Linked DNA regions of Sus scrofa: all the other regions are linked to region 2. Evidence: chromatin contacts called from public Hi-C and HiChIP or PLAC-seq data. All regions are on one chromosome and are shown on one strand. Each heading gives the region's core, a stretch centred on a gene start, on an enhancer-like site or on the middle of the called end of the contact. The rest is flanking DNA. Distances are from core to core; before and after follow the strand shown.

Region 1 (3,191 bases), core at 609-3,108, 560 kb after region 2:
TTCCAAGAGGCTCAGGGCTGCAGAGGTGCGGGAAGCTCAGGCCTGGGCACACGGTGGCAAGGCAAAAAGCACAGAGCAAACACTGCTGCTGGCTGTATTTGTGGGGGGCACTGGCTCTGGGTAGCAGTGCCTAGAAAGCGCAGGGCCCAAAGGGACCCATCCTGATTCTGAGCCCTGAACAGGTAGGGCACTCGGAGCAAAAGAGGAGATGCAGAGAAAGCAGGGCAGCCTAGGGGCACTGGGCCTAGGGGCACACCTGGCTCCCTGGGCCTCAGTGTTCTCATCCTTAAAAACTGCGCAGGTGGTAAGCACCTGCCTTGGGGCCACTTCGAGGACTCCACGAGATGCTATAGGCACCGAGGAAGTACACCTGGATGATCACAGAAGCCTGCTCACTGGCCTCCCAGCTTCCCCACGTCACAGCCTGCAGGATCCTTTAAGTGTCAAAGTCAGATCCTGGACCTCCTCTGCTCAAAACCTGCCCCGGCTCCCACCCACTCAGAGTAACGGCCAAACTCCAACCACAGCCGGTGAGACCCGCACAGTCAGACCCCAGTGAGGACTCCCCTCCCTCCTCCCCTCCCCTGGCTCTGTTGCAGCCACAATGGGCACCTCACTGTGTCCCAAACACTGTGTGCAAGTTCCTGCCTCAGGGCCTTTGCAGCTGCTGCTCTGCCTGGAAGGCTCCTCCCCTGTGTCCTCCTGGCTCAGCCCTCCCCTCCTGCACTTAGGTCAGATGTCACCTTCTCAGGGAGGCCCTCACTGGCTGCCTTATGGAAACTTTCAACTGCCACCACCCCAGACCTTCTCATTCTCTTCCCAGCTTAATTTTTCCCCTTATCACTAAGTATGAGGGTTTCTCAACTGCAGCACTCTTGACACCTGGGGCAGGTAACTGTGCTGGGGGGCGGGCTGAGCATCCTGTGTGCTGCAGGGGGTTTAGCAGCATTCTTGGCTCTACACACCAGACACCAGTAGCCCCCGACCCCTTCCCGTAGTTGTGACAACCCAAAATGCCCCCAGACACTGCTGAGTGTCCCCAGGGGTAAAACTGTCCTGGTAACAACCACTGGTCTATACCATTCCTCTTCCTCACTTGCTTATGTCTGCCTCCCAAAACTAGGATATAAGACCACCTACAAAACCTCTCTGTTTTGTCCCTTGTTGGGTCCCCAGGGCCTGTAACAGTGGCGCTGGATAAATAACTGCTGAATGAATGAACTGGGTGAGCAAGCCCGCCCCCTCCCCTACTCACCACGGCTGGCGAGAGCAGGGACTGGCAGTGCAGGAGGACACCGGTGGCCGCCACCTGCTCCAGCCACTTGCGGCTGGCGTCCCGGCCGCTCTCCTCGTACTCGCCGTTGTTGTTGTAGCGGTAGCTCAGGGCTGCCAGCAGCTGCTCAGAGAAGGTACACACGGCGGCCACCAGGGCCTGGCAGAAGATGCTGTCCCTTCGCAGCTGCAGCTCTGTGTCTGTGGGCAGAGGGGGCAGGACCCCGCCGGGCAGGGCTCCTGTGACCTCAGGGCCCAGAAACGCCCCCTTTCCCAGACCCAACCACCTCTCTGGGGCCAACCTGCCAAAATTAATTCATCCCAGGCCCCAAGGCCAATTCCATAAACATCAACTCTCCAAAATCAAGCCAATTTGCTAAGAAACTCAACTCTGAATGACCCGTCTGCCTATTTAAAAAAAAAAAAAAAAACTTGTAATTTTCCAAAGGCTCTCCCCAAACCCTGACCCTCAGCTGTTTCTCCATTTGTTAGGAAATTTCTCGGCCTTGCCTGAGAATGACAGTGATGCCAAGCTCCATGTTTTAGGAAATGCAGTTTACCGCTTCCTCTATTTTGACAACTACGTCTTCTTCCCGTCATGCCCTCCACCCCCACTTCCCTGCCGCCTGCTCGTGACATGATTTCCAGGACTGGCCAACTGGGGGCAGTCATTCAGGGTCCCAACCTCCTGGAAGGGATTATTTTCAATGACTGAATCTGGCCATGGGTTTTCAGACGATTCTGACCTCAATCCTATTCTAGCTGCTGCTTGTCTGAGAACTTCTGGAAGGAAAGGAGGGTCTGAAAACACCTCCAATGTTCCAAGACTGTCCTCGCCCACCATGAACCCCCCTGCTCCCCTCTGTCTGCTGGGGAGGAAGCCCCCAGCTGAGGGAAGAGCCTCCCTAATCAAGGGTGCACTATCCCGTGTCCCCGTCCCGATCGCCAAGGCCTGGGAGGCGGCAAGAGACATTGCTGCTGGCTCCGGGACCCTGAGACTGGTCCCCTGGACACAAGGGGAAGAAGTGAGGTCTAAGGAGTTCTTGGAGGAGCAAGAGGCCACCGTGTTGCCTCCCCCGTGCAGGCCCCAATGACCTCAGGAAGGTCAACCTTGGCCAGCAGAGGCCTCCCTGGGCTGCAGTCATGAGAGCCAGCAGCCGTGAGTGGGTGCACACCACAGGTGCCCTTCCAAAAGCCCTCACCTGTGCATTTCAGCAAGGCCAGGAGCAGCTGGTTCTTTCCATCTGGAAGGAGAAGGACCGAGAAGGGAGATGGGATGAGAGCAGTGAGCGGTGAGCAGGAGGGAACAGAGCTGGGCCCTCCCCACAGCCCTCGGGCTCTGACTCCTCAGTGGTGACAGTGGGTACACACAGTCATGCTCAAGAAGCTTTGATTGACGTTGGGCGGATTCCAGAAACCCCCAGACCTCGGGGGATGGAAGCTCAACTGTGAGCTGCACCCCACCTGTTTACATACACCCGCCAAACGGGGACTGAAACCCACCCCTCCAACTCCTGGGCCAGAGCCCCCCAGCTGCACCTTGTACCTGTGCATGGGCACACACTGACACACCTATGTACATTCACGTGGGCGCCCACTCAGGTCACATACGTTCACACGCATGCTCAGTAGTCACATCCTACACGGCCAAGCCCTACCCGCGTGGAGACAAAGCTCACACCTGCCAGATGCAGGTCTCACATCCTGGTCTCCTTCCTTCAAATAAAGGCCCTTGGGCCCAGAAGGGGCTTAAAAGAAAAATCTGAAAGGCTTCTGGATTTGGCCTCTGGAAATACATTCTGTCCTGGGGAGGCGCCAAGACGCAGGGCTGGGTGTGGTGACAACAGCCACGTGCACTCACTGAGATTTACCAGCGCCAGGCAGGGCGCTAAGCATCTTCTTTGCATTGGCTCATTTAA
Region 2 (3,425 bases), core at 612-3,111:
TCGGTATCTGCTAGTTCCCAGTCTCGGAAGATCCGGTCCACCGCTTTCTCCCGTCCTGCCCGGGGAAGCCCCACGTGGTCTGGCTTCTAGCCGGTCCATTGGGTCTAAACTCAAAGGGGTCAAGAAGGCCATCCCCCTGCGGTCGGCGGGTCCCGGAGCGCTGCTCCCCACTCCCCCCCGGGGGCCTCCAGGGCTCCGCGTGGCGCTTCAGCGGGTCAGGGGCGCGGTGGGAGGCCCTTGCCCGCTCGCCCAGCCCGCCGGCGGGGTCAAACGGGTCATCCTCCCGCGGTCCGCCGGCGCCGGAGCCACCCTGCAGCCGGCCGGGTCCCACCTCTGTGCTGTGCGCTGGGGCCGGAGCCGGGCGGTCCGGACCAGCCCGGGTTCACCTGGGTGGTGCTCCTGCCCGCGTTCACCCCGGGGCCGGGGCCGGCTCCGGGAGCCCCCGGGCCGCCCACCTGATCGCGGCGCTCCACTCACCAGCACGCACCCCCCTCGGCGGCCTCACCCGGCCCGGGGGCCGCCGCCTCTGCCGCAGCCCGGCCGGGCCGCGGGGCGCAGGGGACTCCGCGCCGCCGCCGCCTGCTGCTGCTGCCGCCGCCACCGCCGCTGCTGCTGCTGCATCCCCGGCGAGTGCTGCTGCTGCTACTGCTCCTCCTCCCCTCCCTCCGCCTCCTCCCGCCTCTCCGCCGCCGCCGCCCCCGGCCCCCGCCCCGGCACGCCGCCCTCGCCAAAGTCCGGGTCCGCGCCCCGCCCGGGCGGCTCTCGCAGCGCCCCAACGCCTTGGCACCGCCGGGGTCCGGCCCCCCGCCTGCCTGCCGGCCGCCGGCCTCCGCGCGGGGGAGCCGAGCGCGCGCCGGGGCGGAGAGCGGCGGGGGCCCCGGGGACCCACGGCGGCGCCCTCCCCGCGCCCCCCGCGTGCCAGCGCTTTACCTCTGGCTGGAAGGACTGGCGGCCCGGCTGGCCCTGCTGCCCCCGGCGCCCGGTTCCGGCCCCGAAGTCCAGCCCCGGACGGGGCAGTGGCGGAGAGCGGGGGGTCCGGACGGCACTCCGCCTCCCGATGCCTCGGGACCCCGCTGGCCGCGCTCCCGGCGCCGAGCGCGCACCCTCGCCGGGACACAGACGCACACTCACCCGACACACACTCGCGCCCGCTCGCCCTCGGCGGAGAGTTGAAACAGCTGTGGGATTCGATTCGCCCAGGAGCTGGAAATGAGGGAGGGACGCGGGCCAGAGCCGTGCGTGCGTGTGTAACACACACACACGAGGAGGGCATCTCTAATAAAGCAGAAATCACAATAAAGTCAGGAGGGCCATCGATCAGGTCCACTTGGCTGGAACGAAGAGAAAGAATCCTGCCTCTTTTCCGCTTTCTTTTTCTCCTGCCTCTGAGCTGGAAGGAGCCAAGTGTTCCGCGGGGCGTGCAACAGTCCGGACGGGCGCTCCCTCGTAATGACACGTTAATAAATGTTTTCTTTTATCTGCTGTCACAAGGGCTCACCCCGGTCTGCAAACACTCGACCGCCTTCGCTGAAAGCCGGCGCTCGCCTCTAACCACACACGTTTCCCTTTGGAGACGCCGGCTCGAGGCCGGGCGGGCAGCTAGATCGCAGGGTGAACTGCCCACGCGCCCAGGAAGCTCCCTGAGACATTAACTTGAGCTCACGTGAAAAGAGCTGCCGTTGCCCAGAAATGGTCCGGGAATAGGAAAGAAAGGAGGAGACACCGGCTTCCTCGAGAGGGGAGGAATTCGACTCAAGGTGGTGCTGTCCACCGTGCTTTCCACTGTCCCCAGCGTCCCAGGAGAGGCCTGGAGGGGGACAGGGCTGACAGCGGTGGGCAATGAGCTGGCAGAGAACCAACTAGTAGCTGCAGAAAACCCCGCTCAGTTGCTAAGGGAAAACAGTTTCAGCTGCAGAGAAGGGTACTTGCAGGCAGAGTAAGGGATTTAAACCTAGTAACACTCTTACAAGCTAAGTATCATTATACCCAGGTTACAGATGTGGAGACCAAGTCACAGAGAGGTTAAATAACTGGCTCAAGGTCACCCAAAGGTAAGTGGTAGACTCAGCACTCGAACCCAAGATGCTTGGCTCCAGAGTCATGTTTTTAATTCCCAGGCCATTGTTACTTTCCTACACAGCTGCTTCTTTCTCTGCTGTGGTCTTTCATGCTCGCTGGGGTCGTCATATTGAGTAGATAAAAATGCAGAAGGTGCATGAGGATATATTTACACTAAAAAATTCTTGTTGTTTATCTGACATGCAAATTGAGTGTCCTGACCCTGTCGGGGGCTTTGGACTCTCCCCATAATCTCCCTTAGCTACTGCAGATCATTTACAGTCTAAGTAAATCAGAAAAATCTGGAACTTGCTTTTCCAAATGAGATTCTGGTGCCCACCTTTCAGGACCACTGAGGCTGCTGATCAGCTGTCCTCTGGTTTCCTGGGAACAAAACCTGAGGCTTCTTGATTCACCCGTTCTGCCTCCTCTTTGCAAAGGGACATCTCTGCTGCGGAACCTCTCGTATGGTGCTGTCCAGGGCAAGTACAAAGCTAGCTATGTATGTAATTTAAAATGTTCTAGGAGTTCCCGTCGTGGCTCAGGGGTTAATGAACCCAACTAGTATCCATGAGTTGCAGGTTCGATCCCTGGCCTCGCTCAGTGGGTTAAGCATCTGGCGTTGCCGTGAGCTATGGTGTGGGTCACAGACATGGCTTGGATCCGCCTGGCTGTGGCGTAGGCCAGCAACTGTCGCTCTGATTTGACCCCTAGCCTGGGAACCTCCATATGTCACGGGTGTGGCCCTAGAAACACAAAAGACAAAAATAAAAAATAAATAAAGTTCTAGTGGCTGCATTAAAAAAGAAACAGGTGAAACTAATTTTCATAGTGTATTTAATCCAGTATATCCCAAATATTATCACTCAACATGTAATCGATATACAAATTATTTTTTCTTACTAGGTCTTTGGAATCCAGTGTGTATTTTACACTTACAGCGCCTCTTCATTTGGACCAGCCACATGGGTAGGGGCTCCCATACGGGATAGTGCCGTTCTAGTTGGTTCTGTGGCCCACACTAGGTTATCTCCTCTGGTTCTCTCCATCTTTCAAGAAAACTGATCCTCAGAAAGGTAGAGGGTCACAAAGTTGACAAAACGGAATTTTGACGCACCCGAGGCTGTGTCTGGCTTTGGAACATGTATTTCCTGTGGCAGGAAACGAACTGGGACCTCAGAACCCCTTGGGGGTGTCTCAGGGGCCTGGGGTGGGGGAGGGAGGTGAGATCTGCCGGGGACGGGATCTGCCTTTGGCCTGCTTTGCATCTTGGGTTCTGGAGACTCTCTCAGAGGTCACGGGGAATTCTGCAAAAAAAGTTCATACATGCCCCGCCTTCTTTCAGGCCTCACGTTCAGGAACACAGC
Region 3 (3,196 bases), core at 184-2,683, 830 kb after region 2:
AAAAGGTCAGAATGTGCTGTAGGGAGAGAGGGCCTCCCTGAGATTCTTGAGCTGAGACCTGTGCATTGGAGTGTGTCTGTGTCACAAGTTTCCGAGATTCCAAGACACTGTCCTTGCAAAAGACACTGTTCTTGCAGGAGCCCAACAGCATGGCAGCTCCCTTGGAGCAGGTGGGCCGCATGAAAGGAAGGGCACGGGCAGACAGGACCAAGGGTGTGGTGCTATCAGTGGCAGTGGCGGGGAGTGGAGGGTGCCCCTGGGGCCAGAATACCTGTCTCCTTACCCTCACTGGCAGGCTGTGTGACACTGGCCATCTCTGTTTCTTCCCTTTCTGATGCCCCCTGCCCCCAAATGCCCCCCTGCCTCACACACTGCACTGGGAGGAACCACAGCTTTATGAAAATAGATGGACACACTCCACGGGGAGGTGCAGTCAGAGTGGTTTTTCCCAGCAGCATCATGCACAGATGTGGCACCAGAAGCACAGACGTTCACTGGACTGGATACCAGGACTCAGCTCTATTCCAGTGATGGGAGGGTTGAATGGAAGACAAGTGGTTGTCTTGCCACGGGGGTGGCGAAATCCTGTTTTGGGAGTGTGCATGAATACACCTCCTTTATTTATTTATTTATTTATTTATTTATTTATTTATTTATTTTTGTCTTTTTAAGGCCACACTCATGGCATACGGAGGTCCCCGGGCTAGGGGTCAAATTGGAGCTGTAGCTGCTGGCCTACAGCCCCAGCCACAGCAATGCGGGATCTGAGCTGTGTCTGCGACCTACGCCACAGCCCACCGCAATGCCAGATCCTTAACCCGCTGAGCGAGGCCAGGGGTCGAACCCAGGTCCTCATAGATACTAGTTGTTGAGCGCTGAGCCACGACGGGAACTCCAATACACCTCCTTTTAATCTCCCTCCCTTCCTCCAGCCCTTTCCCTCCACCCCTTCCTTTGTGCTCTCCCTCTCCCAGGCTGTTTTCTTATCTTTCTCACCTCCTTCCCTTCACCTCCCTCCCACACCATCTCTTTTTCCATTCTATTCCTCAGCCCCCTCCTCCTAAGCTCCCCTTCTTCCTGCCTCTCCTCTCTTCTTCCCCCGCCCCGCGCTTCTCCTGAACCCTCCCCTTCCCCCGCCTCTCTCCCCATCTCCACCTCCCTTCCCCCGCCCCAATTTCTCCCCGACCTTGGAGCCTCCCCTCCTCACCATCTCACCTGCTCTTCCAACCCCCTAGCTTCCTCTTTCCTCCTCACCTCCTCTGACTCCCTTATTGCCTCTCTTCTTTACCTCCTCACCTTCCAACTTTTCCCCTGCCTTCCTCCACTATTAGCCCCACCGCCTCGCCCACCTGGGCCCGCCCCGCCCCGCCCCCAGCCATAGGCCCCGCCCTCTAGGGGGTCACGGGGTCCACGGACGCAGCCGCGGCCCCGCCAGTCACGTAGTCACGTGATGCGCTCCAACATGGCGGCGCCGTGGGGCCGCGGCGTCGCTTCCTGACTGGGCGGTGCGGACGGACGCGGCTGGTGCCGTCCTGGACGCCGGGCCCGCTGCCTCGCTCGCCCGCCCGCCCGCTTGCGCCGCTCGCCCGCGGGGCTGCCAGCCCCCGCCGGGCCGGGGCCATGCAGGAGAGCCAGACCAAGAGCATGTTCGTGTCTCGGGCCCTGGAGAAGATTCTAGCCGACAAGGAGGTGAAGCGGCCCCAGCACTCCCAGCTGCGCAGGGCCTGCCAGGTGGCGCTCGGTGGGTGAGCCGCCCCGGCCCGGCCCCCGCGCCGGCCTCCCCACACCGGCCGTTACCCCACCCGGCCTTCTGGGCGTCACTTCCCCCTGACCCTGAATCCTACCTTCCTGGCCTCCTCATTATACCCCCAGGGGAAACTGATGCCCCGGTAGCTCGAGACTGGCCCAAGGTCACCTAGCAAGTTGGTGACAGCCAGGGCTGGGTCTCCAGGGTCCCAGCCCAGGGTTTTTGCCACGACTTCTTGCCCTCCTGTTTCCTGTTCCTTCCCTCACCACCCGCAGAAGCAGCAGCCCTTGCTCTAAGTTTTTTCTTTACCTGGGTTTTGCTGGTTCGAGTTCCCCCATGTAAGCAGAGCAGGTGGAAAGAGCTGCCCAACTAGTTTAGGGAAACCCCTGAGACCTGCTTTGAAAGTGCCCAAATGATGAATGTTTTCCTTTCATTTGAGGATCGCCCATAACTCCCTCCAGAAGGCAATGTAGAGGGTTATCCTGCACCTCCCAGGTATCGTGGTGTGCAAAGGATCTGCTCATTCCGGGCGGTCCGGTAAAATAGAGGGTCTGTGAGGACAGAAATATTTGTCTTTTATTCACCGCTGGATCCCCTGCACCCACAACAGTGCCTAGCACACAGTAGATGCTGATTGTATGGACCCACAGATTACTGAAAGAGGGAGAGAACTCTGATTCATAGCTTGTTGAAAACCTTGATGATTGATTCCAACATCAACATCTTTTAGTTTCAGTCATTCAGCATATATTTATCAAATGCCCACCTTGTGTAGCAAGATACAGTGGGGTACTATACAGACAAGGTATTTGGCCTTAAAAGAGCTTAGACTTTAATCGGTGAGACTAAGTAAATTTAAAAATTATCAGACATTTTTGAATACTAAGTACTTTTGTAAAAGTAACTTTTAAGGAATTACTTTTGTAAAAGTAAAAGAAAAGAGCAAGATGTGATCAAGAGGCAGTCGGAGGATTGCTTTTCATAGGGTCCTCAAGAAAGTAATCCTTTCTGAGGAGGTGACATTTGGGCCAAGTATTGGAAGGCAGGAGGTGTCCACCATGTGGAATTTCAGAAAAAGAGAGTTCTAGGCAGTGAGAATCTACACCTTTGACAGGAATTGGCTTCACAGTAATTCACCACACCACTACTTGTGGTTTGGAATCTGTAAAAATACCTGGTTTCCCTAACAGTTAATTAAGTCAATGGAAAGTCTAATTTTCTGTCACAGGGTTTGTGACATCACCCTTCTCCCTTCCTTCGGTGAAGGGTACTCTGGAGTGTTCTCTGGGGGCCTAGGAATGGGGTTGTGAACTTTGCACTTCTCTGGGAAGAAGTCCATAGCTTTCATCAGATTCTCAGAAGGGTCTGAGACTTCCTCAAGGATCAGGTACTGTTGAGACAAAGGTGGTTGTTGCTGAGATGATCTGGAAACAGATGCTAGTCCTGTGA

The links. Hi-C and Micro-C count contacts between places; a contact is called where the count stands out from the background. HiChIP or PLAC-seq counts read pairs in DNA pulled down with a chosen protein or histone mark.
Region 1: a contact with region 2 is called in an H3K27ac HiChIP or PLAC-seq map of alveolar macrophages. The contact joins the enhancer-like site here to the promoter of SULF2 in region 2. A contact is called at or near these places in 7 of 47 Hi-C or Micro-C datasets (embryonic fibroblasts, fetal skeletal muscle, mesenteric adipose tissue and 3 more) and 1 of 2 datasets of contacts at active chromatin or transcription factors (alveolar macrophages).
Region 3: a Hi-C map of epiblast stem cells shows a contact between it and region 2, with 2.1 times the contacts expected there. The contact joins the promoter of ARFGEF2 here to the promoter of SULF2 in region 2. A contact is called at or near these places in 1 of 5 promoter capture datasets (fetal skeletal muscle), 3 of 47 Hi-C or Micro-C datasets (embryonic fibroblasts, epiblast stem cells and subcutaneous adipose tissue) and 1 of 2 datasets of contacts at active chromatin or transcription factors (alveolar macrophages).

What each region holds. Positions count from the first base shown.
Region 1 is chr17:50,363,258-50,366,448 of Sscrofa11.1, forward strand. PREX1 (phosphatidylinositol 3,4,5-trisphosphate-dependent Rac exchanger 1 protein) reads right to left here. Exons shown (of 40, transcript XM_021078040.1): 31 at 2,475-2,516; 32 at 1,256-1,473. Among named protein-coding and RNA genes, the nearest start is that of PREX1, 190 kb to the right of the region's middle. Within about 2 kb of position 1,859, at least 2 of the 83 cell types and tissues checked have an H3K27ac peak or open chromatin away from gene starts, as enhancers often do. A contact at or near this core is called in alveolar macrophages and retroperitoneal adipose tissue, where this site is marked.
Region 2 is chr17:49,803,257-49,806,681 of Sscrofa11.1, forward strand. It overlaps SULF2 (extracellular sulfatase Sulf-2), which reads right to left and starts at 1,862. Exons shown (of 21, transcript XM_021077816.1): 1 at 1,132-1,862.
Region 3 is chr17:50,630,411-50,633,606 of Sscrofa11.1, forward strand. ARFGEF2 (brefeldin A-inhibited guanine nucleotide-exchange protein 2) reads left to right here and starts at 1,434. Exons shown (of 39, transcript XM_003483981.4): 1 at 1,434-1,741. The coding sequence starts at 1,621.